2 separate regions of the Pan troglodytes genome follow, and region 1 is linked to region 2. Evidence: chromatin contacts called from public Hi-C data. All regions are on one chromosome and are shown on one strand. Each heading gives the region's core, a stretch centred on a gene start, on an enhancer-like site or on the middle of the called end of the contact. The rest is flanking DNA. Distances are from core to core; before and after follow the strand shown. Region 1 holds the start of DCAF12 (DDB1 and CUL4 associated factor 12). Region 2 overlaps KIF24 (kinesin family member 24).

Region 1 (4,370 bases), core at 998-3,497, 130 kb before region 2:
AAGTCAAGGGAATGAATGCGGAATAGAACAGACTAAAAGGTTTACTAGACATTTTAGGAGTGAAAGATTGAAGGAAATGAGAGGTAGAGTGATTCCCATACCGACATGGGCTGCATCTCTACCCAGCCCCCTTCTCCCTCTCAGTCTGTACTCCCACTGGAGCACGGAAGATACAGTCCAAGGAGCCAGACCTGGCTCCCAGGTCTTCCAGGGATGCATCATCAATGACCGTTCCTCTGTCATCATGCCCGCGCTCCAGGCAGTTGCAGAATTCGAAAAATCAACCGCCAACGGGGTAGTAGGCCCCCGGGAAATCAGAGGCCATATCTATGTCCAAGAAGGCCTTCCCCTCCAAAGAGGGCGGCATAGAGATGATACCTGGGAACTGTTGTTTCTTTTGGGGTCCAAACGCCGAAAGGCCCAGCTCAGGGTTGGGTATACATATAGGGAGACTACTTCCTTCTTCCAGGAGGGACGCAATCATCCCAGCTTCCTAGGGCCCATGGAAGGTAGAGTTCACTCTACCAGAGTTTGTTTCCGATTCCCTTAACTTCGGTTTCCCCTTCCTCCAAAGCCAAGATTCTGGTTTCTTTTCAAGCCCTATCCACGAATGCAGGCCTCCCGCGGATTATGTCCCATTCCTGAGTTCCCCTTTGGCTCCTCACCGCCCTGGCCTATCTGCCCTCCAGTTAACGAGGGTCCAGTCCTGACCCTATAGGCCCTGGACCCATTCCTGTTTTGCCTCTGACTGCAGACCTTGGACCCCGATTCCTGTCGCAGGATCTGCGGACCTTAAGCCCATCTTGGTTCCTCGGCCTCACCACCCAGGTGCCGGCCTCTCAACCCTCACCTGCGGGCCCTGAGCGTCGCTCCCAGCTCCCGGCGAGGCGGGCGCTTTCCGCTTCCTGCTAACTACTTTCCGGGCCATAGTGGGCAGCGCCGCCGCGGCCCCGCAGCCACATGGGGCGGGGGAAGCGAAGGATAGCAGGACGGCGGGTCATATACTGGGCCCCGGGGCCGCGCACCTTAGTGCGCCCGGCCCGGAAAATGGCCCGGACCCGGAGCGGCAGCAGAAAAAAGATAGGCGGAAAGAAAGGAGAGAGGAAGGACTTGGGCCGGGAAAGGGAAGGGGAAGCGAGAATGAGCGGCTTTCCGACGGCAGAGCCTGCAAGGACGGCGAGCGGCTAGAACCAAAACACCCCCTCCCCCCTTGCTCGCGCGCCGTCACCCTTGCGCAGCCGCACTTCGGACGGCGTCGCCACGGAAACACCGCCGGAACGAGAGGGGCGGGATCTAGGGGTTGGAAGATAGTTCGCTGGTGTTTCCCGGCCGCCGCCAGGCCATTTTCAACGGTTGTTTGGCTGCTACTGGATGGAAGTGGACGAGCTGGGGCCAAGGGAATCTGGCTTCTGGCCGCCGACCTCCGACCCCAGCCCGCCTATCCGCAGGCACCCGGAAGTGAGGACCACCAGCGCTGCTGGGGGAAGGAATCCTCCCTAGTGCAGGCCTCAACCCGGTAGCCGCCACCGGTTACCTCCCATCTGGCACCAAACGTTTCCCTGAATCTGTCACAAACCGTGCCCTGGCTCCAAGGGCTGGACAGGGGGGTGGGGGGGTGGGGGGCAGGAACCGCTCCCACCCTCGAGGTGAAGTCCAGTCAGGAAGTCAGGGCAGTGTGGCCAGACTTTCCCACCACTGAGAACCTGCCCAGCACAACCAACCCAGGCCGCCCTACGAGTCTCTGGCTACCCTCTTCCCACCGCTGGGTAGCCCTGAGGCTCCATTCTCCGCTCTGTCTCCTCCTGATCCTTTCTCCTGTCCGAACTGCTTCAGCCCCTCAGTCAGTTTCAGCTCCTCAGTCACCTTCCCCTTACGGTGCAACTTCACCATTCCCTTTAGATTTCCATGACCTGCCATCTAAACCACATGGTCTTTTGTGCTTTATGAAGTAGTCATCACGCTGTAAACTTATCTGTAGCTGCCTGCCTCACTCTTGGATTCAGGTTGCGTCTCCATTAGGGCAGGTCGGGAATTCTGAACTACAGGAAAGAGAGTGGTCATTTTTGGCTTGCCAGTCCAGTTAGAGCTGGCATTGGCCTCCAAACAAGGGGTCTTCATCAGGATCACCCTTGCCAACATTTTTGGAAGATCCTGAAGGAATATGACTGCCAGCCTTCACTTTCCTCAAGCAAACAAACCCTCTGAGGAAGCAGGATGCTCTTGCTTCGGGCTGATTGGCCTCAGACTGTGGTGCCCAGTTACCTGCTGGTCCCTTCAGGCTTCAGGCCTCAGGCCTCATACCTCCAAGGAGCTCTGTTGGACCATCTCAAGTTCTGTCAACAAGGAGATTTGGATTTGTTTTCCAAGCCGAATCAAAGACCAGATTGAAGCAGGGTCTCCTGCCATCCCAAGTCGGCACTACCACTAACCCCTAATGTCTTGGGAAAGGCAGCTCCATCTTATTTGGTCAGGCCTGTCCCTTTAGAGATATGCACATAGTGAGTGGGTCAGGAATGGGTCAGCTTCCTTTTTTGAGTCTGTTCTAATTCTGTCTTGCCCCGCAATGCTCTGGATGACCCAGGAGCCCCTGGGCAAGAGTCTGGAATCCTTTGAGAATCTCTAGGCTCAGATCGGGCTGTCAGTGCCAAGAGGGGCACACTGGGCACTGCTGCAGTCTCTTTCTCAAAGTTCCTTTACTTCATCTTCACAACCTAGGAACCATCCCCAAATGTACCTTATAGCAGAGCTCGCGATTTCTTTTCTTTTCTTTTCTTTTCTTTTTTTTTGAGATGGAGTCTCACTCTGTAGCCTAGGCTGGAGTGCAGTGGCACGATCTCGGCTCACTGCAACCTCTGCCTCCTGGGTTCAAGTGATTCTCCTACCTCAGCCTCCTGAGTAGCTCAGATTACAGGTGCTCGCCACGTTGCCCAGCTAATTTTTTTTTTTTTCTTTTTTGAGACGGAGTCTCGCTCTGTCGCCCAGGATGGAGTGCAGTGGTGCGATCTCGGCTCACTGCAGGCTCCGCCTCCTGGGTTCACGCCATTCTCCTGGCTCAGCTTCCCGAATAGCTGAGACTACAGGCGCCCGCCACCACGCCTGGCTAATTTTTTGTATTTTTAGTAGAGACGGGGTTTCACCATGTTAGCCAGGATGGTTGCCCACTAATTTTTGTATTTTTAGTAGAGACGGGGTTTCACCATGTTAGCCAGGATGGTTGCCCACTAATTTGTGTATTTTCAGTAGAGATGGGGTTTCGCCATGTTGGCCAGGCTGGTCTCAAAATCCTGACCTCAGGTGATCCGCCCACTTCGGCCTCCCAAAGTGCTAGGATTACAGGCATGAGCCACCACGCCTGGCCAAGAGCTCACCATTTCTATTCAAATAACAGAATGAAAGTCCATTTTGGAAATTTAATTGACAATCGCCTTTAAAAGACTGCAGGCCAGGTGCGGTGGCTCACGCCTGTAATCCCAGCACATTGGGAGGCCGAGTTGGGCCAATCACCTGAGGTCAGGAGTTCGAGACCAGCCTCCTGAGTAGCTGGGTTGCAGTGAGCTGAGATCATACCACTGGACTCCAGCCAGGGTGACAGAGCAAGACCCTGTCTAAAAAATAAAATAATAAAATAATAATGATAACAATAATAAAGTAGTAGAGTGGCTGGGGGAAAAAGGACTCAGGGCATGTAAGTACTCCAAGAATGGCATTCTTAGTGAGCCTCACTGCTGAAACTGCGTGCTGTAATCTGAAAGCAGTTTTATCTAATAGCTGTTAAAACAACCTACTGTGACTCTCAGAAATAGTTTTACTTATTGCCTTCACTTACCAATCAAAACTTGCCAGCTCCCCAAAACCTTACTAGTGCCAATGAACTTTCTTGAAGAGCAATACATAACACTTTTCCTTTTTATAAAACTTCCAACCTTCTCTTTGTTCTGCAGACATGGCAAAGACCACCCAGTTTGCATGTGCCCTGAATTACAATTCCTGCTTCACAAAACATTTTAATTTTAGAGATTCATCTATATATTTTATTTCACCTTGACAAAACTATGTGAATGAATTTTATAATATTGCATAAAAGATATCAGGCCAGGCGTGGTGGCTTACACCTGTAATCCCATCACTTTGGGATGCCAAGGCGGGTGGATCACCTTAGGTCAGGAGTTTGAGACCAGCCTGGCCAACATGGTGAAACCCCCTCTCTACTAAAAATACACAAATTAGCTGGGCATGGTGGTGCCCGCCAGTAGTCCCAGCTACTCAGGAGGCTGAGGCAGGAGAATCGCTTGAACCCAGGAGACCAAGGCTTCGGTAAGCCGAGATCAAGCCACTGCACTCCAGCCTGGGCAACAGAATGAGATTCCGTT
Region 2 (4,564 bases), core at 660-3,159:
TTGATGGCCGTCACCAAACCCGTCTGCCTTGGCTTCCACCACAGCCCACCTCTGCTTGCTAGGGGACCTTATGGAGACTCACGGGGCTCTGGGGGAAGGATGTAGACATTCTGCTCTCCCCCAGTCCCCGTCCCACACACACACTCCTTCACTCAGCTGTGCTGTGACCCCACCCTTTTCTTTAATCTGTGTTCTCTTCTCTCCCTTAGATGATGGAGTTTCTTCAGTTAATGAGCAAATTTAAGGAGATGGGCTTTGAGCTGAAAGACATTAAGGAAGTTTTGCTATTACACAACAATGACCAGGACAATGCTTTGGAAGACCTCATGGCTCGGGCAGGAGCCAGCTGAGACCAGGCCCTGCCTAGGCCCTGCCGCAGAACCACCATCCCTGGGAGGCCCTGCAGAGCCCACCTGTGGGGAAAGAGAAGGGGCAGCTTCCGGATTTTCTTTTGGGGGTTAGAAGGTCAGGTGTGGAGACTGCTCGCCAGTCTCTGTGAGCCTAGGCCCTGAGCTGGGGAGGTGGGGAAGATTTGGGCATGTGAGTGCCCCCAGAACTGTCCTGGCTCCTTCCGTATTAAACGCATTTGCATTTTGAGAAGTGTCCTTCCCACCTCAGCCCTCCGGAGAGACTACCCTAGTCTTTCTCGGGTGTTTATGTCCTCAGCTGAAGCCTGGCCTAGTTGCTGAGAGGGGCTGGGGAGATGGGGCGGGAGGGCCAGACTCAGTGCTGCTGTGGAGCTAGGTGCTTCCCCCTTCCCCTGAGACTGGTGGACTGAACTCCAGTCAAGTTGAGTTCAAGTGAAAGATTCTTCCAGGGTTTTATTTTTTCCCCTCCTAACAAAGTCTCATAGTGTTAACACTGGTTCTGCAATATCTCTGAGGTGCAAAAAATGCACTTTTCCCTATGGGGCCCAGAGTTTGCCTTTTCTGCCAGGCAGTCACCACGCTTCCCTACCCCAGCCTGTTTCTTTTGGCTTGGTTTGGACCACAGTCCTCTGCTACCCAGGGTTTTAGAGCCCCTGCTCTAGGAAACAGTTTAAGAAATCATTGGCCCCTTCCCAGCACACTGAATGGGTAAGCAGACAGGCCATGATTTAGTTGGCCAGCACTAACTCCACCTCTGTTCTCCTTGAACAGCTTCCCCTCCAGCCCACTGCTTTAGGATGACACAATGAATAACACCTAGTCATAGAAATCAGTCTCTCTGGTTTGTTTTGTATTATGTTGTACATCATTAAAGATCTAAATACAAGGGATATACAGTCTTGAATCTAAAATAATTTGCTAACTATTTTGATTCTTCAGAGAGAACTACTAATAAAAATCTAAAAGGTATGTCTTGGTGTGATAACTTCTTTATTACCAAGGCTGTTTGTTTGTTTTATGGGAGTGGGGGGGCCATGTGGTGTATAAAGAGATTTCTTGCTTAGATTTGCTGGGGATAGAATAGGACCTAACCGTTTTCTATTTCGGAGCTTTCTTCCCACTTCAGACCTGTCCTCGTTTTTGGTTTGCAAAGGCAAGCCTAGACTGAGTCTTTTAAACCTGACCCAGCTCCGTCTGTGGACCAAGGACGTAGGCCTTCCTGACTGTGGAGTTGGGATAGGCTGGGCCTTCAAGGGGGATCACCCAGTAAAAGAGGAAGAAGCTCTTTTACTGTGAGCAGCAGGCATTTATGCATCATTTGCCACAAGCAGAGGACGGGATTTAAACTGTTTCACCAGCTCTCAGTGGTGCTGTTGTATATGATGATAGAATAGGGTTCATTCCTAAAGTAAGTTTTTGTCCTTGACCTTAATACTGTGCCATTGTCCCACTTGAGCTTTTGGCTAGACTGGGTCTTTGAAGGTTTTTAGTGATCATGTGAGGGAGGGGCCGCAGTGCCCTGCGGCCGGGAAGCACCAATAAGGATGCCCCCTGGCGGTCAGATGAGGCACTGTCAGGCTGACAAAGGGTGACTGGACCAGGCTGCTAGTGTCTCAAGAGAGCCATTTAACCCTCTTCTTGGCCTTTTAATTAAGCCCTCCTTTTAAAACCGTAAAAAGTTATCCTTTATCTGAAGGAAATAAAGGCTCACATAGTAATGGGCGTTCGGGCCAAGGCCGTGACTCATCAATCTCCATTTGACCCAGAGTGGCTTTAAAGTAATTGGCACCTGGAGGCTACTTTGTCTTCCCTGTCCTGAGCTGCTTCCTGCTAAAAAGATACACAGCAGGCAGAACTCGGCTGAAGGTTTGTGTGTGAATTCTGTTTCAGAGGCCTCAGACTGTTGAACAGAGCACTCTGTTCAACTGCCAAGGTTCCCAACACAGACCCCTGAGAGGCAGGGTGGCTGGGCAGGGTGAACTGGATGAAGGCCAGGCTAGGAGATGGACTATTCCATGAGGGGGCTGGGTAGTGAGGTGTCCCAGATAGGAGCCAGGAGCTGCCATGGAAGCATGAGAGTATCGGGCATTGTACAGAGGCCTTTCACCCGAGCAAAAGTCAGGAGAAAAATTGATGTGTGACACAGGCACCCTCTTCTGCCTCAACACTGGATTGCAGGAAGGGAAGGGAGCTGTAAATATAAGGCCTGTCTCACATCTGCTGCTGTCAGTGACACATCAAGTCAAGGTTTATGCTATTTACATTTTCAAAAACGCCTCTAAATCCCCAAATCAATCTCCAAGGGCTGATGGGGCAGAGCTCACCCCACCCTGTCCCCCTAGCACCAATGTTTAAGTTTGGGCCAGTGTTTAGTCTTCTAAGTTAGGCACAGAATTCAGCTGGTGAAGCCTCTGGTCTCAGCATGTTGTCTTCTCTGTCTTGTGACCTCTGACCTCTAGGCTACCACTGACCACCCCATCCTCTGATCCCCAAACTTAGAAACTTCAGGGTTATTAGACCCAAATATATTCCCACAGGCAAGGGGTCAGTTAATCATATTCTCTAGGCACAAGGGAAAGGCATTAGGTTCTTTGGCCTGGCCCACCCTTGGAGGCACTCCTGTGCATGGAACTGAGGGACAGGGGCCTGTCCCTGAGGGAGAAGCTGGGACCTATCTGAAGCCACGTGGGGCTGGGGTGACGCTAGCATAGGCAGGACCAGCGTGTGGGTTCTGGTGTGTGCAGGGAGGACCTGGCAGAGGCTCCTCCAGCCTGAGAGCCCAGCACAGACTCCTGCAGGGCCCCCACCATCTCAGCACAGGGTCTGGCTCTAAGACGGCACTGTTCCTTCAGGGGCTGCGGTGGGCCCGTGGCAGGTGAGATAGAGCTGCAGCTGGCTCCTCAGACTCTGGATACACTTGGATTTCAGAACCATGATTTCATCCAGCTGGGTCACAAAATCTTCAAAATCCTGAGAAGGAAACAAGGGACGAATACAGCTTTTGCTCTTGCTGGCGCTCTGCCAGATCTGCTTTTTCAGTCCCTCCTCTGGCAGGAAAGTTTCAGAACCCAGGCCACTCTTCTAGCGGGAGAACATGTAGGAGAGTTGCTATGGCACAGGGTGGGGCCTGCTGCTCTGCATTCGAGACACTTTCCAAGCAGAGGAGTATTTTGTAAGGCAGAAGGGTATTTGGTAGAAATACCTACGTGTGGTAGGCAGCAGACTGGTCACTGTTAGTCACAGGGAGGGGCCCCGACAAACCGCTAGGAAGGCAGAGCAGCTGAGGATAGAGGCTGGAAACATTTTAGCCTGGAAAAGGCGAGTGTTGCACCATCTCCCACCTGTACCTATATTCAAGATGTCTCAAAGGCGTGGCAAGAGGAGGTGTGAGGCCTCAGTCATGGTTAGTGTGTGCCAGGAGACCCTTTCCTCACACATAGCCACAGCAAACAAGGATGACCATCAAATTAGCTGCAGGCTAATTCCCAACAGCCTGTGAGTGTCCAGCCAGGGCTACTTACATTAGAAGCCAGCTGGCTCATCAGCGTCTCCTCCTTGAAGCCGAGCTCAGCCATTTCATCCAGCTGTTCCTGGTGTGCTCGGATGACCACCTGCCTGGGAACACCAGAGAGAACACTGTGATCTTCCTGGCCTCCCAGCCTCTCCTGGGTAGCTTTCTGGAGGTGATCTCATTTGTAAGCTGAGAGCTGCCTCTGCCGAAAATGGTCAAGGTTTTGACCAAGGCCAGCTTACCAACCAGCTCCCCCTCACCTGCTCTTTCTCAGGATTAGGTAAGGAATTACGGAGTACCAATGAGATACAGGGAGGGAGACAGGGGCTTCCCAAGTTGTCTCCTGCCTCCCCAGCTGTACTGAGGGGCAGGGCTGGGTGCTGCTGCTCTTCCACAGGAGCTGCCCATTTCCCACAGCTTCCCTGCAGAAAGGCTCTCAAGGCTGTGACTGCAACTGGCATACTTGGCACAAGATGGAGCCTATTGCCTGGTCTGCTATCATTTCTACTTCCTGTGGAGGGCCCGGGACCAAAGCAGAGGGTTGGAGCTAGAAGCAGACTAGCTCACCTGCGTACCCCTGCATGGCTTCTCTTTGTCCATGACAAAACAGTAAGCTGGAGTGGAGGGTGGGTGCCAAAGGGGCTCAAGTCTTAGGGAAAGTGTCCAACTTACTGCGCTTGCTCCA

What was found. Hi-C and Micro-C count contacts between places; a contact is called where the count stands out from the background.
Region 1: a Hi-C map of stem cell-derived neural progenitor cells shows a contact between it and region 2, with 2.3 times the contacts expected there. The contact joins the promoter of DCAF12 here to the enhancer-like site in region 2. A contact is called at or near these places in 1 of 7 Hi-C or Micro-C datasets (stem cell-derived neural progenitor cells) and 1 of 1 datasets of contacts at active chromatin or transcription factors (stem cell-derived excitatory neurons).

What each region holds. Positions count from the first base shown.
Region 1 is chr11:81,869,569-81,873,938 of NHGRI_mPanTro3-v2.0_pri, reverse strand. DCAF12 (DDB1 and CUL4 associated factor 12) reads right to left here and starts at 2,247. Exons shown (of 9, transcript XM_016960749.4): 1 at 851-2,247. The coding sequence starts at 928.
Region 2 is chr11:81,742,491-81,747,054 of NHGRI_mPanTro3-v2.0_pri, reverse strand. KIF24 (kinesin family member 24) reads right to left here. Exons shown (of 13, transcript XM_003312047.7): 11 at 4,552-4,564; 12 at 3,890-3,983; 13 at 1,198-3,338. The coding sequence ends at 3,198. UBAP1 (ubiquitin associated protein 1) reads left to right here. Exons shown (of 6, transcript XM_024345614.1): 6 at 210-1,337. The coding sequence ends at 350. Among named protein-coding and RNA genes, the nearest start is that of KIF24, 76 kb to the right of the region's middle. Within about 2 kb of position 1,909, at least 12 of the 24 cell types and tissues checked have an H3K27ac peak or open chromatin away from gene starts, as enhancers often do. A contact at or near this core is called in stem cell-derived neural progenitor cells, where this site is marked.